2 separate regions of the Capra hircus genome follow, and region 1 is linked to region 2. Evidence: chromatin contacts called from public Hi-C data. All regions are on one chromosome and are shown on one strand. Each heading gives the region's core, a stretch centred on a gene start, on an enhancer-like site or on the middle of the called end of the contact. The rest is flanking DNA. Distances are from core to core; before and after follow the strand shown. Region 1 overlaps SLC28A1 (sodium/nucleoside cotransporter 1). Region 2 holds the start of WDR73 (WD repeat-containing protein 73).

Region 1 (5,958 bases), core at 211-2,710, 260 kb before region 2:
GCCCATTTTACACATGGGGAGACTCAGGATGTGGCTGACTCTTGCTCGGCCCTGTTCAGAAGCCCCAGACTCCGTCCCAGGAGCTCTCACTCTTGTACAATTGATCGAGGAACATCAGTGGCCACCCCTCAACCCATGACGTGTTCACAGCCTGAGGTACACATCTGGATCTCCTCTCACAGTGGTCCCCAGCCAGAGGAGTAGGTAAGGAGACCAGTTTCTGGGGCTAGAGAGAGAGCTCGCAGCTGCTTTAGAGTTTTTTGGGCAAACACGCTAAAAAGGGACATGTGTGTAGAGGTCACAATGAAAGGATTCATTGAGGTCCCTTGGGACTTCAGACCAAGTCTAGACCAGTGTCATTTGATAGAAATATAATGGAAAGCACACCTGTGAATTAAGTTTTCTAGCAAGTGGTCTAGTGGTTAAGAATCCACCTGTCAATGCCAGAGTTCAATCCCCAGTCGTGGAAGATCCCACATAATTCAGGGCAACTAAGCCAGAGCACCACAGCTACTGAGCCTGTGCTCTAGAGTCCATGATCTGAAACCAGAGAAGCCCCCACACTGCAACAGAGAGGAGCCCCTGCTCACCACAACTAGAGAAAGCCCTTGCTCAGCAACAAAGATCCAGCAGAGTCAAAAACAAATACATAAAAATAAATCTTTCTTTAAAGGTAAAAAGAAATAGATGAAATTAATTTTGATGATGTATTTAATTTAACCCAATATATCTGACATATCATTTACCCATGTAGTCAATGTAAAACTTACCAATGAAGTAAAAAAAAAAAAGTATAAAAACAAAAAATGAAAAAAAAATTTATCAATGAAGTAAAGTGGAGTATTAATCCTTCAGTTGTGTCCAACTCTTTGCGACCACATGGACTATAGCCCACCAGGCTCCTCTGTCCATGGGATTCTCCAGGCAAGAATACTGGAGTGGGCTGCCATTCCCTTCTCCAGGGGATCTTCCCAACCCAGGAATCAAACCCAGGTCTCCTGCATTGCAGGCAGATTCTTTACCTTCTGAGCCACTAAGGAAGCCCTAGAACTTATCAATAAAACATATTAATTGATTTTTTCACACCAAGTCTCACAGACCTCATTTCAGACCAGCCACAGTTCAAGGTTCAACAGTAGTTAGTGGCAACTGACTCTGTCTGACAGTGCAGGTCTAGAAATATCAGCTTTTAGCAATAGGAAGGTGCAGGAAGAGGGAGCCCAGAAGTTGAGCATCAAAGAGAAAGGAAGAGAGAGAGGTGAGATCTCTCTGGAATTCAGGGGCTAAGGGCAGAGCCGAAGACTCCATTAGGAACTGCCTGGAGGAGAGAGTAATAGGAGAGAGAGGAGAGGGTGGGATGGCAGGGCTGTGAGAGGAAGCGACTCCCGCCCCCTCCCTGGTTGCTGCAGTGGCAGCCAAGAGCCAGGTGGGGGCAGAAGAGATTTTCTCTGCGGCCAGACTGGAGGCAGATCCAGAGGTCTGAGGGGAGGAGGAAGGGGATGTGGCCTTTCAGCAGGCCAGCTAGGGTGCTAGTCTGGGGCTTCCAGACCAGAGGCTGTGGATAGAGACCCGCAGCCATGTGCCTGATCTGGGCGGCCTCTGCACCTTCTGTGGAGCTAAAGGGGAGTGCGACCTCGGGCCTCTTCATTAGGGAGGCCTGCCTGCCTGGGGCTAGGCCTGGGCTCTGGCTCAAGCAAGGGAAAGAAAAGAGGCTGAGTTGTAAGACGATTGTGGGAAAGGGATTAAGAGTTTTTCCAGTACTTAAGTCTTAAGTAATAGCAGCAACGCTCATGCTCGTGTGGTAGAAAGAACACCATTCTTTCAACTGCCTGTGGGACCCAGGACAAAGTTAAGACATTTAAAGGCTCTAAGTTTCGAACTGCCCTGGGGGTTCAGTGGTTTAGAGTCTGCCTACCAATGCAGGGGACACCAGTTTGATTCCTGGCTCAGGAAAATTCCACATGCCATGCGGCAACTGAGCCCATGTACCACAACTACTGAAGCCCATGCACCTTAGATCCCGTGCTCCACAGCAAGAGAAGCCACTGCAATGAGAAGCCCCCACATCGAAATGAAGAGGACCCCCGCCCCCCACTAGCCACAACTAGAGAAAGCCAGTGTCCAGCAACAAAGACCCTGCACAGCCAAATATAAATTAGTTTTTAAAAAATTAGAAAGTCTTTAAGTCCTGAAGACAATAGGGTAGCCCCTCCCTCAACAGCCACCATGAAGAGTTTTGGGACGAAAGTCTTTAGTTTTCATTTCTGAAATATCAAATTCCTTCCAAAATCAATTGATGGTGAGTTTCAGGGGAGGAGCAGGCATGCACCAGCTCTGATGGGCCTTTCCTAGGCCCAGGTGAGACAAGCTGTAAACCAGATGCTAACATTCTACATGGAACTTGCCAGGAGAAGACAAAGCCCCAGAGTGCAAGGGGCCTTCTTGAAAATCACGTGGCAGCAGCCATCCTGCCCAGACAGCTCTGTGAGTATGTGGAGCTGAGCCTCCCAGTGTGGCCTAGGTGTTCTGAGGGAAGGGAGCACCGAGGAGCGGGTTTCCCCATCCCCAAGGACACAGGAGAGAAAGACAAGTGGAGTCTGGGACCAGAGAAGGGGACAGTTCAGGTCGTTCTGTCACCCCTGGCCCACTCAGGCACACCATCAGGAGAGCCTGGGTGCTGGGAAAGGTAAGCTGCTGCTGTTGTTGTTCAGACACTCAGTCGTGTCCTACTCTTTGCGACCCCATGAACTGCAGCACACCAGGCTTCCCTGTCCTTCACTATCTCCCAGAGTTTGTTCAAACTCATGTCCATCGAGTCGCTGATGCCATCCAAACATCTCATCCTCTGTCGTCCCCTTCTTCTGGCTTCAGTCTTTCCCAGCATCAGAGTCTTTTCAAATGAGTCAGCTCTTCGCATCCGGTGGCCAAAGTATTGGAGTTTCAGCTTCAACATCAGTCCTACCAATGAACACCCAGGACTGATCTCCTTTAGGATGCACTGGTTGGATCTTCTTGCAGTCCAAGGGACTCTCAAGAGTCTTCTCCAACATGGTTGACAATATAAAATATACAGCCTCCTTTCCTGATTTTGAACCTGTCCCCTTTCCATGTCCAGTTCTAACTGTTACTTCTTGCCCAACCCAAGGCAGACTGCTCTTCTCCATATCAGCAACATGGAGGCTCAACCTCACCCTAGGGACTGAGCAACAGTGCACTGCATGGATGAACTTACCCAGCTCATCCCCATACTGTAACACATTGATGGTTTTTGCTATTACAAATGATGCTGGGATTTCACACCTTTTGACCACTTGTGAAAATATTTCTGTATCATAATATTGCTAACTGGATCAACAGGAAGGAGTATTTTTAAATTGACAGATAAGGGTTCTCCAAAAAGGTTAGAGCAAATTACACTCCCATCCCATCACTTCATGGGAAATAGATGGGAAAACAGTGGCAACAGTGGCTGACTTTATTTTTGGGGGCTCCAAAATCACTGCTGATGGTGATTGCAGCTATGAAATTAAAAGACGCTTACTCCAAAAGTTATGACCAACCTAAACAGCATATTGAAAAGCAGAGACATTACTTTGCCAACAAAGGTCCGTCTAGTCAAGGCTATGGTTTTTCCAGTGGTCATGTATGGATGTGAGAGTTGGACTGTGAAGAAAGCTGAGTGCGGAAGAACTGATCCTTTTGAACTGTGGTGTTGGCGAAGATTCTTGAGAGTCCCTTGGACTGCAAGGAGATCCAACCAGTCCATTCTAAAGGAGATCAGTCCTGGGTGTTCTTTGGAAGGAATGATGCTGAAGCTGAAATTCCAGTACTTTGGCCACCTCATGTGAAGAGTTGACTCATTGGAAAAGCCTCTGATGCTGGGAGGGATTGGGGGCAGGAGGAGAAGGGGATGACAGAGGATGAGATGGCTGGATGGCATCACTGACGCGGAGGTGAGTTTGAGTGAACTCCAGGAGTTGGTGATGGACAGGGAAGCCTGGGGTGCTGTGATTCATGGGGTTGCAAAGAGTCGGATAAGACTGAGCTACTGAACTGAACGAGTATATGGGCTTCCCTCGGGAAGAGGTTCTAGAAGCCTCCTTGCTCAGTCCCCCGCCTCCCGCCGCCCCCCCCCCCCCCGCCCACACCTCGGTCTCCCTACCAGACGCTGAGAAGGGAGTGATTCTAGCCGGGGGACCCCAGGGCACAGCCCTAGCTGCTTCCAACCCCTCACTCCTTCCTTTCCTAGCCGCAGGAGCCGCTCGGTGCCGAGGGCTGCTGGTCTGGGTAGAGGAGCCCTGCCCTCAGCCTCGCCCGCCGCCGGGCCTGCAGGGGCCTCCGAAGCTGGGCGCCCACCCTTCCCCTGTCAGCGGGCGGGAGCAGCCTCGGCGCGGGAGGCCTGGGGTTGAGGCGGCGGCAGCTCAGCCGGCTCCCTCCGGTCCGCGGGCAGAGAGCTCCGGACACCACTGAAGAGATTCCAACCCGCATTCCTGGGGGCCCAGAGCGGACTCTCAATTCTCTTTGATTGGTCTACATGTCTATCTATCCCTCATATGGGCTTCCCTCATAGCTCAGCTGGTAAAGAATCCGCCTGCAGTACAGGAGACCCCGGTTCGTTTCCTGGGTCAGGTAGATCCCCTAGAGAAGGGATAGGCTACCCACTGCAGTGTTCTTGGGCTTCCCTTGTGGCTCAATGGGTGAAGAAGTCCTGCAATGCGGAAGACTTAGGTTTGCTCCCTGGGCTGGGAAGATCCCCTGGAGAAGGGAGGGAAAGGTTACCCACTCCGGTATTCTGGCCTGGAGAATTTCAGGGATTATACAGTCCATGGGGTCGCAAAGAGTTCGGCCGGACGGAGCAACGTTCACTTTTACATGTCTATCCATATACCAGTACCACACTGTTTCGATTACTGTAGCTTTGTGGCCTCTGCAACAGCTGGTAGAAGCTATGATGAGCTTCGTGTGTTAGCCTTACCACAGAGAGTTCATTTAACGTGAGCAAAAGTGAAAACATCTGAGAGCTCAGTGGGTCGGCACAGCCCCATGTGAGGTCGCTGTAGAGTCCACGGCCTCAAGTGGGGACCCCAGGAACAGTCCTTCTCTACACTGCATCCACCCCTAGCAGCCCAGCGAGGACCTGAAGGCCTTGGTGGCTGAGGGGGAGATTTGCAGGACTCCGCCAGGGAAAGTTTTATTTGAGGGGATGGCTGAGTACTGCCACATTTGGACCAGAGTATAGACGGGGGCCTGGCACTCCCTGAGGTCAGCATGATGGCAGCAGCTGTGATAAACAAGAAATCGCCACAGGTTGTTCTGGAAGAAAACTAAGTTGGCTGTGGATTTCATCACGCCTAAGATTTGGGCTTCCCTGGTGACTCAGATGGTAAAGAATCTTCCTGCAATGCAGGACACCCAGGTTTGATCCCTGGGTCAGGAAGATCCCTTGGAGAAGGGAACAGCTACCTGCTCCAGTATTCTTGCCTGGAAAATTCCACGGACAGAGGAAGCTGGTGGGCTACAGTCCATGGGATCGAAAAGAGCTGGACCTGACTGAGCGACTAACACGTTCATTTTCAAAGAGTATTTGAGGAACTTCCTTGATGGTCCAGTGGTTAAGAGTCCACCTTCCAATGCAGGGGATTTGGGTTCCAACCCTGGTTGGGGAACTGAGATCCCACGTGCCATGGAGCAACTAAGTCCACGCTTCCCAAGTGGAGTCTGTAAGCTGTGATGAGAGATCTGCTAGATGCAGTGAACATCCTGAGTGCTGCAACCAAGACTCAACGCAGCCCAATAAATACATACATACATACATATTTTTTAAAGAATACATGAATTCCCCACAGCCTTGCTGTTTAGAGGCATGTAAAATTTTGCATATCTTTAGAAGAAATGTAAGTTATTACTGATTTAATTTCTTCAACTCTCAGTAAGCTTTAATATCTGTTTATAATTTAT
Region 2 (6,005 bases), core at 1,618-4,117:
AAGGGAGCTGACCTTCTCAGCAAACCCGAAGGGACAAAAAAAGTAGAGGAAGACGTTCCTCCTTACCCACTGCCCAGTCTAAAGGTGCAGCCTGGACTTATCCAGCTTCTTCCAGCAGGACCTTCCCACCCCACCCTCACCCTCTGGTCTATGCAGACTTGCCCCTCCCCTGCTGTCCACCTTTGCTGTGCCCTGTATGTGCTTATTGGGACCCTGGTGCCCACAGAAAGGATGAAGAGAGTGAGTCAGCAGCCAGGGCCAAGTCTGGACCTCGTTCACTTTGATCAGTGCTCTTCCCAGTTTCTCATCTGCCTCAGTGACCACTGGCAGGGTTTCTCAGCCCCAGCCCTCCTGCTCTTCTGGGCGGGACAGTCCTACATTCTGGGGGCTGTTCTGTGCATTGTAGGAAGCTTAGCAGCCTCCCTCTCTGCCCACAGTTATGACAACCAACAATGCTCCCAGACACTGCCCAAGGTCCCCTGCTGAGGGGTCATGGGAGGGAGCCAAAATTACTCTTGGTTGTAAACCACTGACCTATGGGGCTTGGGCTAGGGGGGCTTCCAGGTGGTGCTGGTGGTAAAGAACCTGCCTGCCAGTGCTAGAGATGGAAGAGATGTAGGTTCGAAGGTCCCGGAGGAGGGCATGGCAACCCACTCCAGTGTTCTTGCCTGGAGAATCCCATGGACAGAGGAGCCTGGCGGGGTCCATGGGGTCCCAGAGAGTCAGATACAACCGACGTGATTGAGCACACACAGAGGGTTCAAGGCCCCAGAGCTGGAGCCAAGCCAGCCTTTGTCTCCAGCCTGGCGGAGGGGCAGCTCATCCATTCTCTGCTCCTGGCACCTCCCTATCCCACAGACCTTCCTTGGTACTTTGTTGCTCTGTGAAGAAGGTATAATAAGGTATAGTAGAATGTGGACTCTGGTGACAGCATGCTGGGCTCATAATCCAGCTACTTGGTAGCTGTGGGACCTTAGAAATGTCATGTAGCCTCTCTAAGCCTCATCTTCCTCAACCCTAAAATGGGAATAATAGTGTCCCACTTCCCTTAAATGAGACCATTTATGTCACATGCTGAGCGTGACGCCTAATGCATAGAAAACATTTAGTAAACAGAAGCTGTTACCAGTCTGTGAGCTCCCTGGCTGTGCCGGTGGCTGACTTAACTGTGTGTCTCCCACTGTGCCTAGCATATACTGTGTACATTTTGAAAGAAGGGAGGGACATTCCCTAAAGAAAGTTCATCCCCAGTCCCAGTCAACCTTGGCCCTCCTGATGCACAGAACCACCAGCCTGGTACTCCACTGGCAGCCCAGTGGTTGAGACTCTTTGCTCCCCCTGCATGGGACACGAGTTTGATCCCCGGCTGGGAAGCTAAGACCTCACGTGCTGCACAGCCCCTAAAGACCTCAGGTGCAAGGGCTACGAACTCAGGCTGGCTGGGTCTGAAGGAAGATGATGGCCCCTCTGGGTCCACTGATCTTGAAGGCCTGAAACATGAAGACCAACTCGAGAATCTCAGAGGCAGCAGTACCTAGCCCTGGGGGGTGGGACTTCAGAAGTGAGGTCTAGGGCGGAGCTGGAGGTTGGGGAGTCAGAACAGTGTCTGGCCCAGGGTCAGGCCTGGTGCTTCGACTTGATTTCTAGGATCTCCATTGACTGTCATGACCACTCTGTGAGGTTGAGGAAACCACTGCCCTGACCCCTCCCAGGCCCTACAGGGAGAAAGGTACTGGGTGGGGTGGGGAGGCTGCCCCTGCTGACCTCTGTGGGTGCCCTCCACTTAGGAATGGCAGGATGCCCCTATCATTTGTCCCACCCCCGCCCGGGGCCAATTCCTCTGTGTGTTCCCCTTCAGCACAGGAGGCTGCTGGTGCAAACGCTGCAGAAGTGACGCTATTAATCAGGAAGACACGACGACATGGCTGAGATTGTGCCTCCCCAGGGAAGGTGCTGTATGGGACCCATCTGGATGTAAACCATGGGCTCACATCTCTGTCACTCCATTACCGTGATTTCCGGTTGGGCTGTCAGGAATATCGCCGGTGCAGATGCAAATGCTGTCCCTGCCGTATTTCTTGCTTCCCTGTTGAAGTTGTGAATAAAACCCTGCTCTTTACGTAGACTGTCTGGTCCTCTCCTTCTACCTGTGCTGGAGGGGATGGGAGGGAAAGGAGGCTGGAAGACCCAGTGTTCACTGAGATGGGGCTGGCCCCAAAGAGCCCAGAACACCAGCCTGGGATTGATTCTGGGCTTCTGCTCATCCACTCATTCGCAAGCAGGTACTCACTCAGTGCCTGCTGGGATGCCAGGTCCTCTGCCAGCCGCTTTTCTACTCTCGCCGCTGCCACCTACTGGCAGAGGCAAGTCTCTCCTGTTTCCCACCTGTAAAAGGGAACTGCGTACACTACACGGGAGGGCTTTGCTTACCTGATTTTATCTACTCGCCATGGTTTGAGGGGAGTGCCCAGTGTTAACAAAGGAGAGAGCTGAGCTGGGATCCAGACCCCAGTGTCCCCTTACTCTCTTCTCTGGCCTTGTGGGACTGACTGTTAGCAAATAAACCTACAGGACACTGTTATAGTCGAATTTCAGATAAACAATGAATAATATTTTCGTATTAAAAAGATATCCTAAATATTGCGTGGACATAACTTTTTTTTTTTTTTTTGGCTGCGCTATGGCACGCGGGATCTTAGATCCCAGACCAGGGATCAAACCCTTGCCCCTGCATTGGAAGCACGAAGTCAACCACTGCACTGCCAAGAAGTCCTTGCATGGACATACTTAAGTAAAAAAACTACTCGCTGTTTTACATACTATTCGAATTTAACAGGGAGGATTTTATCTGGCCTTTTCCTCTGATCTGCAAATACACGTTCATAAAACCAGCGTGTATTTGATCCCTCAGGCCCCGTCTGGAATTGACATCCTGGGAATCCCTGACTTGACGTCATTTTTCCAGGAGAGTTTATCCGGAGAACCTCAGACCGAGCCTGGCAAAGGAACAGCAGGTCTGCGCCTGCGCTAGGGCATCTCTGGGCCCCGCCCCCATGTCAAAGCAGGCCGCGCCCACTCCTCGCGAGAAGGCCGTTCGTGCCCAGGAAGAGTCAGAGGCGGAAATAGAATACCGGAAGCGACTGTTGCCATGGAGCCCGCGGAAGACTGGCTGGTGGAGTCCTTGCGCTTGTAAATCGTGTGGGCTTGGGACGTGGAATCTGGGCCAGGGAACTGGCCTGGGGGCCGACGGGCGCGGGGTGGAGCATGTGGGGAATCCTGGTGTGGGGCGGGACCTATACGGAGGACTCCGTCTGGGCCTCGGCTCCCGCTTCTGGGAAATGGCACCTTTCTGTGTGTGCAAGTTGTGTGAAGTACTGGTAGGAGCCGTGCTTGTGGGGGATAATAATAGCGTAGTTTTTGTTTTATAGTGTTAGTTGCTCAGTTGTGTCCAACTCTGTACGACCCCATGGACTGTAGCCGGCCAGCCTCCTCTGTCCATGGGCTTAGCCAGGCAAGAATACTGGAGTGGGTTGCCATTTCCTTCTCCAGGGCATCTTCCCAACCCAGGGATCCAACCCAGGTCTCCTGCATTGTAGTCAGATTCTTTACCACCTGAGCCACCCGGGGAGCAAGTGACCATTTATTTTGCACCAGCCTCTGAGTTAAACCTTAAACAAAGATTGTCTCCATTCCGCACACCAACCTTGTGAAGTCAGGGTACTCTGGGAGTTCCATTTTACACATGAGAACGAGGCTCAGGGAAATTGTGGCTGGCCTGGTTCCAGTCACACAGAGGGTAAAATATGTAACAAGATTTGATCCCAGTTCTGCTTGATTCCAAAACTTGGGCCCCCAACCACCGAACCATGCTGACATCTCATCTTGAGCAGTCGTAAAAGGGCCATGCATCAGTGTGTGACATCATGTCTCTGTCATCCAGGTACCAAGATTTCCATGCATTCGACCTCTCGGGAGCCACTCGAGTGCTTGAATGGATTGGTGACAAAGGTGAGATGCCCTTCATGACCCTGAAGGAGATGGAATCCCACTCCTGAAGCTGGGACTCAAGGAGCTCAGCCTAGAGGGACCCAACCATTTCTGAGAGCTTGAGGACCTCTTGGTCACTTACAGCAATTTCTTGTTCTGTCAGCATTATATTTCTGTCTAGCTCTCTTCCAATCCCCCAGTGGCATACCAGTGGCAAAGGGGTTTATTTTTGCTTTGGGAGATATGGCAGAGTGTCTAGACCCAGCCATGGTTCACAATCTTTCTCGCAGTTTGTCCCAGCATATTCTGCTTCTTTTTCCAGGAATCTTGGTTGCTGGCTATGAAAGCCTGAAAAAAAATGAGATTCTTCATCTCATACTGCCTCTCAGACTTTCTGTGAAAGAAAACCAGGTAACTTGAAATATATGTGCTGAATGTATGTGTCTGCTTCTACTCATTTATTAAACCTTTATGGAGCTCCCCTTGTCTACTGAATATTTTCCCGGGTACTAGAGAGAGAGAAACTGTAAGCACTGGGCCTGCCCTATAGTCTAATAAAGACAGACAGATATGCAGAGAGGTAAGTGCTACAGAAAGTCCTGTGATTTACAGAGGGCTCCTAGAGCAAGAAGTCAATTATACTTTATCAAAAATAGATTTAGGGGGAATTCCCTGGTGGTCCAGTTACAACTCTGTGCTTCCACTGCAGGGGGCCTGGGTTCAAACCCTTGTAGGGGTAACGAAGATCCTGTAGGTGTGAAAAAAAAGAAACAGATTTAGGGAGGTATTAGAGTATGGAGGGTGGTTAAAACCTTAGAATGATTAAGATCAGCTCAGATGAATGTGTAGTGTGTAAAGAGTAAGAAGAGATGATGGCTAAAGACAGAACCTCAGGGAGCACATTTGAAGAATGGGAATAGGAAGCTGAACCCACAAGGAATACTGAGAATGAATAGTGTTCAGAGTAGAAGGCATCTCAGAAACGGCCAGCAATCCAGAAGCCAGGAGAAAAGAATGCGTGATGAAAAAAGCTGATGGTTGCCTAATGTCACTATGAAATCATTCAGACTCATCGGCCAGATCAGTTCAGCCTTTGCTGCCCTCGAGTAGATTTCTTCCTGGTGCTCTTGTTCTCCCTCGTCTCCACCCCTCAGGAGCCAGGACCACACCAAAATCAAGCCTTGATAAGAGACCTGATTTACGTCTCACCTCACCCCTGGCTTTTCCTCTTTTCTCTCTCTTTTTTAAAAAAATATTTGTTTATTTGGCCACGTTGGGTCTTAGTTGTGGCACTTGGGATCTTTGTTGCGTTATGTGGAAATCGTGTGGCATGTGGGGTCTTAGTTCCCCGACCAGGGATCAAACTCACATCCCCTGCATTTCAAGTCAGATTCTTAACCACTGGACCACCAGGCAAGTCCCTCCTCTTTTCTCTTGTGGCCGCCTCCTTTTCCCCTCCTCTGGTTCCTCACATGGAGATAGTAGTCCAGCAGCTAAGAGCATGGACTTTGGTTAGACAGACTTGGGTTCAAATGTGTAACATAACCCTTGTGTGACCTTAGAAAAGTTGCTTAAGCTCCCTGTACCCTAGCTCTGTCATTTTAGAATAGGGATAATTATAGTGTCCACGTCACAGGGTAGTTCTAAGAATTCAACGTGATTAAGCACTAAACAAGGTGGCTGGCACAGTGAATACTGGATGATTGACTGGTTGTATTTTTACTGCTGGAGGAACCCACCTAACTTCTGGTGGGAGGTGCCAGGAGGAACGGGACTATGTTTGTCCACTGATACATTCCAGTTATTTCTCTGATACGCTGTTAAACCTCTGTGACTCCCCTAAGCAGGCTTGGAATATAATGCTTTCGCTCTGGAGAAAGGTTAGAAGAAAGGCTTAGGATGTGCAGGAAAGAAAGCCATCTCTGTAGGCAGCTGAGACCAACATTTATTATACAAGTAACAGTGCCCAGAGGCCCTGCTCAAGAAGCATCATTACCACCTGAGCGGCTTCCAGGGTT

What was found. Hi-C and Micro-C count contacts between places; a contact is called where the count stands out from the background.
Region 1: a contact with region 2 is called in a Hi-C map of blood, with 5 times the contacts expected there. The contact joins the enhancer-like site here to the promoter of WDR73 in region 2. A contact is called at or near these places in 3 of 5 Hi-C or Micro-C datasets (blood and liver).

What each region holds. Positions count from the first base shown.
Region 1 is chr21:21,853,868-21,859,825 of ARS1.2, reverse strand. All of the region lies in intron 11 of SLC28A1 (sodium/nucleoside cotransporter 1), which reads right to left. Among named protein-coding and RNA genes, the nearest start is that of SLC28A1, 46 kb to the right of the region's middle. Within about 2 kb of position 1,460, at least 3 of the 5 cell types and tissues checked have an H3K27ac peak or open chromatin away from gene starts, as enhancers often do.
Region 2 is chr21:21,597,380-21,603,384 of ARS1.2, reverse strand. WDR73 (WD repeat-containing protein 73) reads left to right here and starts at 2,867. Exons shown (of 8, transcript XM_013972954.2): 1 at 2,867-3,189; 2 at 3,941-4,008; 3 at 4,310-4,398. The coding sequence starts at 3,149. It overlaps NMB (neuromedin-B), which reads left to right. Exons shown (of 3, transcript XM_013972955.2): 3 at 1,864-2,125. The coding sequence ends at 1,929.